Linked DNA regions of Ovis aries: region 1 is linked to region 2. Evidence: chromatin contacts called from public Hi-C data. All regions are on one chromosome and are shown on one strand. Each heading gives the region's core, a stretch centred on a gene start, on an enhancer-like site or on the middle of the called end of the contact. The rest is flanking DNA. Distances are from core to core; before and after follow the strand shown.

The links. A called contact is a pair of places that touch in the nucleus more often than the background predicts.
Region 1: a contact with region 2 is called in a Hi-C map of liver, with 5 times the contacts expected there. The contact joins two enhancer-like sites. A contact is called at or near these places in 13 of 16 Hi-C or Micro-C datasets (blood, hypothalamus, liver and 7 more).

What each region holds. Positions count from the first base shown.
Region 1 is chr9:23,574,010-23,578,638 of ARS-UI_Ramb_v3.0, forward strand. The region is part of intron 6 of ASAP1 (ArfGAP with SH3 domain, ankyrin repeat and PH domain 1); the gene reads left to right. Among named protein-coding and RNA genes, the nearest start is that of TRNAC-GCA, 63 kb to the left of the region's middle. Within about 2 kb of position 2,237, at least 4 of the 54 cell types and tissues checked have an H3K27ac peak or open chromatin away from gene starts, as enhancers often do. A contact at or near this core is called in liver, where this site is marked.
Region 2 is chr9:23,143,829-23,148,865 of ARS-UI_Ramb_v3.0, forward strand. No RefSeq gene overlaps it. Among named protein-coding and RNA genes, the nearest start is that of TRNAC-ACA, 190 kb to the left of the region's middle. Within about 2 kb of position 1,848, at least 4 of the 54 cell types and tissues checked have an H3K27ac peak or open chromatin away from gene starts, as enhancers often do. A contact at or near this core is called in liver, where this site is marked.

The DNA.
Region 1 (4,629 bases), core at 987-3,486, 430 kb after region 2:
AGCTTTCTAGCCTAAGGCAAATCATTTAACTTTTGTCTAATGCTAGTTTCCTTATCTGTAAAAAGAGATGATGGTATCTAATTGTTTCTTGATAGTAATGAGACTTCATTGAGATCCTGGAGGCAAATTACCAAGCACAATACCTGACAGATGGAATTCACTTAACACATACAAGCTTTTATTATTGTTGTTTACATCCTCTCACTTGAGCTTCCCTTGTAGCTCAGTTGGTAAAGAATCTGCCTGCAATGCAGGAGACCCAGGTTCTGTTCCCGGGCTGGGAAGACCCCCTGGAGAAGGAAATGGCTACCCACTCTAGTATTCTTGCCTGGAGAATCCCTCCGACAGAGGAGCCTGGCGGGCTGCAGCCTGTGGGGTCGCAGAGAGTAGAATGCGACTGACTAAGCAGGAGCACAGTAGACGGGATGCCAACGGCCCGTCGGATGCCATGGCAGGGCCCTGTGCCAGCTGCCATCCTGCTCCTGTTTCTCTGCAGCTTGCGAAGTGTCGATGCTTTCTTCCCTAGTTTCTCCCTCTGGTTTCCCTCACTGCGCTTGTGCTTACTCGCTCAGTCATGTCCAACTCTTTGCGACCTCATGGACAGTAGCCCACCAGGCTCCTCTGTCCGTGGGATTCTCCAGGCAAAAATACTGGAGTGGGTAGCCTTTCCCTTCTCCAGGGGATCTTCTCAACCCAGGGATGGAACCCAGGTCTCCTGCACTGCAGGCGATTCTTTATCATCTGAGCCACCAGGGAAGGCCTTCCCTCATTAGTGGGTTATATATATATTATATTGGGAGACTCTTAGCTAGCAGTTCTAAAACTTTTGGGTATTAGGATCCTAATGTTAAAAATGATTGAGGCCACCCAAGAGTTTGTGTTTATGTGGAATATTCCTATCCCTGTTTACTATCTTAGAATTTAAAACTGAGGCATTTTTTTTAATGTATTAATTCCTTTTGTTGTGATATGTTTTTTAGTTGAAGTAGACAAAATTACAGAGAAAAGTACTTTAAGACCCTTTGCAGGTAATTACCAATATTTTTCTTTGATACTATGGCAAAACAAAGCCAAAGGCTATGGCACCCCACTCCCATGCCCTTGCCTGGAAAATCCCATGAACGGAGGAGCCTAGTAGGCTGCAGTCCATGGCGTCACGAAGAGTTGGACACGACTGAGCGGCTTCACTTTCACTTTTCACTTTCATGCATTGGAGAAGGAAATGGCAACCCACTCCAGTGTTCTTGCCTAGAGAATCCTGGGGACGGGGGAGCCTGGTGGGCTGCCGTCTCTGGGGTCGCACAGAGTGGGACACAACTGAAGCGACATAGCAGCAGCAGCAAAACAAGATTATGATTCCTTAAAAAGGTTAGTAGCAATATGAATTTGAAACCATGTAACTTTAAGGGTCTGGGAACTGTCGAGTCCATGGTGGCAGAGTTTTTCCAAAATTTTAACCTTTCTCTGGAAGTTCCAGTTCTGTCATTAGCAACAAATGCTGCCACCTGTTTACCTTGTAGTGGTGAGTGATTCATTTTAAAAAATGTTTGCCAAATACCCAGGTTTCAATAGCACAGTTCATCGGTCACTCTTTTATGGGAAAAAAAGCGGTATTCTACTGGAAAACTGACAAAACCAGCCAGTTCAACTAGCAGCTTGAAAACCTGCATTCCTCAAGATCGCCGTTGCCCTTTGGTGCACCTTGGCAGTTCTTCACATCCTATGTGTCCTGTTTCATCAAACAGAATATTAAAAAGATATATCATGGCATGTTGGGGTGTAGTAAAAAATCAAGCATTTCTGCTGTTTCATCGTGGACTTTCTTAAAGGAAAATGGCCTTTTTGCAACTTTTTGTGAATCTATCATTTTTCTTCAATTTAATAAAGTTAACAAAAATGTAAATGAACAGATGTTAGTCAGGGAGAGAAAGTTGGGGAAAGTCTTTAATAATACAGCTATTCTTGGAGAGAATCTTCGATAATATAGCTCTCATTGTATAGCTTTAATTTCAGAATTTAAAAAATGCACAGACCAAAAACCAAACTCTAGTCTCCCTATTGTTCCTATAGACCAATTCCTACTTCCTTCTGACTCTTATAAATTGTCTAAACCAGCTCCTGTGCCTTCCGAGTTTTTCTTCTAGTTAAAGGCCTCTAGGAGGTCACTGCTCTCACAAGGTGAAGGGATTAACTGTGTCCTCCTGGAAGTGAATCCCTTCATCATGTTTGCTGTGTCTCGGGAGTGCTGCCTCCTAGTGGTGAGAGGCCAGAGAACCACGGACATAATCTCTTTTGTTGACGTTTTTAATACCTTTGCAGTGAGGTTTTAAGTGCCTGAGCTTTCCTTCGAAGTATCTTTTGGAGGTTTGGTTCATAGCCTGCTTTGTTGATAGTAGCAGTTTTTAAAAATTATTGGAAATATTCAGAGTTCAGTCTCTCTGAACTCATCCTTCCGATGCCTTCCGGAAAGGACACAGGCATACTTAACGGTTGATTCATGTTGATGTATGGCAGAAGCCAACACAGCATTGTAAAGCAAGCATCCTCCAATTAAAAACAAATAACTTTTTTAAAAGAAGAAAGTGTAGAGGAAGTGACAAAAAAAGGAAAAAACCAAAACTTTCCTAATCTAAGTCAGCTCCGGATACAGCAGATTATTTTGCTGTTACCGGAACTTTGGCTGTTCTTTGCTTCCGTGTCTTTATCCATTCGATCCCTTCTACTTCAGATGCCCTTCAGCTAATGTATTAATAACTAACGCTTCCTTGTAAGCAAAAGAAGAAGGAGAAGAGCTGGGTGCTCTTGCGTTTTCAGTTGTCCCTAGGTTTTCTTTCAGAGAAGGCAATGGCACCCTACTCCAGTACTCCTGCTTGGAAAATCCCATGGATGGTGGGCTGCAGTCCATGGGGTCGCTAAGAGCTGGACACCACTGAGCGACTTCACTTTCACTTTTCACTTGCGTGAACTGGAGAAGGAAATGGCAACCCACTCCAGTGTTCTTGCCTGGAGAATCCCGGGGACGGGGGAGCCTGGTGGGCTGCCATCTATGGGGTCACACAGAGTCGGACACGACTGAAGTGACTTAGCAGCAGCAGCAGGTTTTCTTTATTTTTCATTTGATTAAATATACAGTGCCAGAATTGGGTTCACTCTTTTTGTGTGCCTTTTTCTTTTTTTCTGTAAAGTCATCACTTGCTAAACTATGCTGGACGTGCTTATACCCAGCGTCAGGCCATCATCCTGTGATCCTGACAAAGAAGCAAAGGAGTCAACAGAGCCCTGCATCCATTTAATTACCAAACCACAAAAATGGGACAGGAAAGGAGTAATTGGTGGATTGAAATAGATTCTCAGTGGGCAGAGGCAAACCATTTAAACCGTATGCCAAGAACCCCGATGTAGCAGCAGTTATAGAAATAAATGGAGAAGCTCTTTTGAAATTGTCGGAGGTGCCCAGGAGGATTCCAGTCCAGCCAGGACTGAGTGTGCCTCCTGGACATTCTGGAGCTTGCATAAGAGCCCAGGCCTCTTTTATCAGTTAGAGGGCAGTTATTGCTTCAGAACTACTGAAGCAAAGCAGAGGTTTCTCCAGCTGCGTAGCATTTCCTGTTTGCAATCTCTGACTGCAGGGCATTGTGGTTTGGGTTAAGGATTTTTTTAATTTTCCTTCTTTTCTTCCTCTTCAAACGAGAATAGTTGGAAATGTGCAGGTTGCATCTAGACTCACAGCAAATGGATTATTTCTCAAGTTTTTAAAACGTGGAAAAGCACTGAAAGCCTGGGTATCCTCAATGTAATTGATAGCCTCTGGGTGCTCTGAATTATATGTTTTTAAATTTTTATTTTATTTTGTTTTTGGCCATGCCACACAGCATACGGAATCTTAGTTCCTGACCAGGGATCCAACCCATACCCTCTGCGTTGGAAGCACGGAGTCTTAACCATTGGACTGCCAGGGAAGTCCCAGGATAATACATTTTTCAAACGTCATCATTTGGGGAATTGCCTTGTGGTTCAGTGGTTTGAACTACCCCCTCCCACTGCAAGTGCCACGGGTTTGATCCCTGGTTGGGGAACTGATATCCCACATGTGGCATGGCAAAAAAAAAAAAAAAATTTGCAAAAATCATTTTGCAAAATGGTAATCCATAATTGAAAGATTTAAGCTTTTGATCTGCCAGGCTTCCCCTCACGTCCTGACATGCCTCGCCACTGACTAGTATTGTGGGACATTTCATGACCTGAGAGCTGTCCATTTGGGGGAAGGTGGGTGAAAGCAGGGAGGTTTTCTTTTTGCTTTCTATTATAAAAGTTGTATGTGCTTACTATAAAAATGAGGGAAATACAGGAAATTCCAAATAAGCAGATAAAGATCATTACATAATTCTTAACTTCTGGGAATACTAATATTATAGTCTGTCCTTTGAAAGTGTTTCACAGATTTATACACAGAGATACTGATAATTTATACACACATTTGTGTGTGTGTGAGAGAGAGAGAGAGAGATGCAGCTCCATGGGCTCTTTTCCAGAACTCTTGGGGCTAGATGTTTTTCCAGATTCAGACTTGTACAGATTCCAGAAGAGCTGGCAGGGTGCACTTGCTATATGCAGTGTTGTGTAGCGCCC
Region 2 (5,037 bases), core at 598-3,097:
CCAATGCATGAAAGTGAAAAGTAAAAGTGAAGTCACTCAGTCGTGTCCGACTCTTAGCAACCCCATGGACTGCAGCCCACCAGCCTCCTCTGTCCATGGGATTTTCCAGGCAAGAGTACTGGAGTGGGGTGCCATTGCTAGGACTACCTTTGTCTTCAGCTCAGTTGCTCAGTCACGTCTGACTCTTTGCAACCCCATGAACTGTAGACCACCAGGCTCCCCTGTCCGTGGGATTTCCTAGGCAAGAATACTGGAATGGGTTGCCACTTCCTTCTCCAGGGCATCTTCCCTACCCAGGGATCAAGCTCAAGTCCCTTGCATCTCCTGCATTGGCAGGTGGTTTTTTACCACCAAGCGCCACCTGGGAAGCCACCACCCACCCCTTTATCTTAGTTCTTAGTAATTTTTATTGTTCCACTTGCTAACAGTAATAAAATACATTATTTTTTTTCTAAAGTACTATATAAATTACATCATGCCTAGAAAGGAAAAAGCCACATATATACAACATTCTGGAAGAGGCTCCATGCTTTTCCTCACCTGAACACAAGAATCATGACTGAAATTTTTAGAGCAGGTCTATCCAGTCTGTAACTTGGAGGGGACCTATAACTTAAGATGTTATTAGTAACCCAGATAATAGTTGAGTGCTCAGAGATTTATGTAAAATGGATTCAAACCCCTTCTTTAAGGTCTTTGGAAGCCCAGAGCCCTCTTTGTTATTTCTCTACCTTTCCTAGCTTTCTCCCTTGAGCCCCTCTAGTCAGTGTCTGTATCTGCATTTGCCATCCCTGTATCAACTCACGTGACTCATATTTAACCCCTTATCCAGTTTCCATGGACTTCCCTGGTGGCTCAGATGGTGAAGCATCTGCCTGCAATGCAGGAAACCCTGGTTTAATCCCTGGGTTGGGAAGATCTCCTGGAAAAGGGAATGGTAACCCACTGCAGTATTCTTGCCTGGAAAATCCCATGGATGGAGGAACCTGGTTTGATACAGTCCATGGGGTCACAAAGAGTTGGACATGACTGAGCAACTTCACTTTTCTGGTTTCCATAAAACATCTACTCCTGGGAATTCCCTGGTGGCCCAGTGGCTAAAACGCCACTCTCCCAATGCAGGGGGCCCAGGTCCAATCCCTGGTCAGGGAAGTAGAACCCAGATGCTGCAACTGAGAGTTTGCAAGCCGCAACAAAGACCCAGTGCAGCCAAATAAATGAATACTTTCTTTAAAAAGATGCCTACTCCCAGCAGACGCTTGTGACTTTAAAATTTAAATTACATTAAATATCGTTTACTTTTCAATTCATTTTATTGGAGTATAGTTGATTTACAATGGTGTGTTAGTTTCTGCTATACAGCAAAGTGAATCAATTGTACATATACATACACGCACTCTTTTTTAGATTCTATTCCCAAAAGATCATTACAGGGTCTTGAGTAGAGTTAAATATCATTAACTTTTCAATAAATTTGCTATTAAGTTCAGTAATAAATAAAGATGATTTAAACCCACTGAATATTTGTGACTCACAGGATAAGCCAGGATCGGAATAGACCGCTGTTTTAGTGTTCCTTGGCTGCCTTAAAATATCACAGACTGAATGGTTTAAACAACAGAAATGCATTTCTCACAGCTTTGTTGGTAAGACCAGGATCAGGATGTGGCCATGGTCCGTTTACGGTGAGAGCTCTCTCCCTGGTTTGCAGGCAACCACCGCTTCACTGTGTCCTCATACGGCCTTTCAGTCCACAACAGGGGGAAACGTGGGTTGATACAAACCAGCACTTTCCCTAAACCTGCTTGTTATCCCACTTCGCCACAGGGTGGCAGTATTGGAGACTGTTGGTGCTTCCTTCCGGCAGCTGAAACAACAGTGAGAAAACAACGCAATATTTAAAACACAGCCAGTACCTGATAACCAGCTTCCAGGGCTCAATCATAGTAAATATTCTCTCATAAAGCAGAGCCTGCCAGGAGTACTTGATTTGCTTTACAGCCAAGCTTTACCTGATAAAGTCATTGAGTCACTTACTAGTTCCAGAGCAGAGCTCTCGAGGAGGGAAGAAAAGATTTCTGCAGATAACAAGAAGCCATGGTAGGAATAAGGAAGAAACTGGAGGGGATACAAACATGAAAATGAAAGATCTGACATGAAAACTGTGGCCAATAACAAGGAAAAAATGAGAATCAGAAGTCTAAGCCCATTAGAGGGAGAGAATGGACCGGTGGCAGCCAGTGGGAAGGCAGGGAGGTGAGGGTTGGACTGGGCCCTTAGGATTAGCAGATGCCAACTGGTCTACATAGAATGGGTAAACAAGAAGATCCTACTGCACAGCACAGGGAAATGTATTTAATATCCTGTGATAAACCATAATGGAAAAGAACATGGAAAAATGTGTATGTAAGTATTTATTATTGTGTGTATACATATAAAACTGAATGTGTGTGTGTGTATATACGTATGTGTACATGCTGACTCAGTTGTGTCCAACTCCTTTATGACCCCATGGACTGTAGCCCGCCAGGCTCCTCTATCCATGGAATTTTCCAGGCAAGAATACTGGAGTGGATTGCCATTGCCTTCTCCAGGGAATCTTCCCAATCTAGGGATCAAGCCTGTGCCCCCTGTGTCTCCTGGATTACAGGCAGATTCTTTACTGCTGAGCCACCAGGGAAGCCCAATTCAACTATATTTCAATTTTTTTAAAAAATGGGGGAGGACTTCCCTGGCAGTTCACTGGTAAAGATTCTGGTTAAGACTCTTCTAATGCAAAGGGCACAGGCTTGATCATTGGTCAGGGAACTAAAATCCCATGTGCTGCATGTTGTGGCCAAAAAAAATTAAAAATAAAGTTAAAATTTTTTTTTTAATTTTAAGTAAGTCTAATCCCATTATGTTTGGAAATCAACCTGTAATAAAATCCAGCCTCAGAAGACCTCTTTAGTATATGGAGTCAGATATGCTGCAAATTGTATTATTTGTTCTCTGCGAATTAAGCCAACAAATATTTCCTGAGCATCTCCTATGCACCAGGCAAAGGGCTGGAAACATGGGACAAGGTAAAAAGAAGAGCAGGATTGTCTACAGCACTGAGGAAGCATCCAGGGAGGACCAGGAAGGCTTCTCCTGGGAGGTGACTTGTTAATTGAGCCCAGGGAGGTTGGCCTCGCCTGATGAGTGGAGGGCGGTGAGGCAGAGGGAGGGGGACTTGGAGAGGCGTGAGAGAGGCAGGAAAATAATCCAGATGGAAAGGGGTGTGAATAGCAACATCCTATTCAGAAGACAGGTGAGAACGTGATAGGGCAAGGGTCCAGAAAAGCAAGTAGCGCTGCGTTTGCCAGGACAGCTTGAACACTGTGGGTGGTAGAAATCACCTAAGGCTTTCAAGCGAAGGATAAGCCTCTACTGGTGATATCTAGAGAGGTCCCTCTAAACACTCCAGAGGGTGGACTGCCGGGGGCGGGGCGGGGGAGAGAGTTGGAGAGGCCAGTTAGGGGGTGTTTGTCCTGCCTCAAGGGGCCCACAGTGACCTTGACAATGAGGATGGAAAAAAAAGGTGCAGATGCAAGGATCTACAGGAAGCCAGTAGAATGCAAAAGAGAGCAGATGCCTGAGTGACTCTGTTTTCTAGCCCTGGAAGAGGAAGGAGAAGGCAGAGGAAGGGAGAAGACAAACCCGACTGTTAAGAGCAGAGACTCGCCCAAACTGGGCCACATGAGTGAATGAACGTTGTGAACTTGACCGGGATAAAGCTAGAGCTTGTACAGCGAAGGACCTCCTTGCCCAGAGAAAGGTTTATCACCTGCCCCAGCTCCTGGGGGGTCACCTCTGAGCCCTTGGAACGTCCCACCTGAAAGTCTTTATTTACCTGGGGGCCTTGGCCCTTGCCTGCTAGTCTGTGCGGATGCTGTAATTTGGGATGGGGGTCCTTGGGTCATGGGGTGCCAACTTGATCTCAGGAAGGAGACTGAGGTCAGCCACATGGCTGTCAAGCATGTGTAGGTGACCAAGGTCACTGTGGGCCACTTGACCCCAATAAGAACTCTGGGAACAAGGCTCAGGGGGGCTCCTCTGGTTCAGAATACTCTGCGAATGTTGCCACATCATAACTGGGAAGGTCAGCGCTGCTCCCAGGAGTCCGCAGGCAGAGGACAGTGAATGTCACGCCTGGGGCTTTTCTGTGCCTCTCCTCTTGGCCGCTTCTGACCACTACCCTTCCGCTGTGGGCTTCCCTGATGGCTCAGTGGTAAAGATCTGCCTGCCAACGTGGGAGACACAGGACACTCGAGTTTGATTCCTGGAGATCCCCTGGAGGAAGAAATGGCAACCCACTCAGTATTCTTGCTTGGGAAATTCCATGAACAAAGGATCCTGAGGGGCAATCGTCCGTGGAGTCGCAAAGACTTTTACACAGCTGAGCCTGAAAACCCACTCTATAACCAGTTCTGTAAGTCACACTGGTTGCCTGTGCTTCCAACGTCCCACCCATAGAAACAAAGAGCTTTACCTGTAGCATCCCTGAAAACTCTACCAGCTCTGACCATCTCTTTACAATCTGAACATAACCGGCCATTTGGCTTCTTGGCATACAATATCTCCCTGTCCCTCCATGCCACTCAGGATTCATTGGATGTGAAGTCACTTGTACCTTTTGTACAATCAAGACCTAGAAGGGAAGATGGCCAAGTTACTGAGGTGGGGAAAAGCTGACCTGATTTACCCAACCATCTCTGCCCGACATTACTTCTCCAACCTTGTGACAAAGACTGCTTCTCTAGCCCAGTGATTTTCTTTGCCTCCAGGTTCACTGAAACAAAAGAATTTTCCTTAGGCTAACTACATCAGGGACGGATTTGGATTCCAGACAGATCTTCCGCACACACATGGCTCCATTTGAAAGACTTGCCTATTGTTTTTGGAAGCCCTAAGAAAATGAAGCATATGTTCAACTTTTTTTTTAATAGTCTCGTGAAAATGAGTCAGTTTATAGTGTGTTTTGAACTGAGTTCTGCATTCCTGTGGGCTTATAGC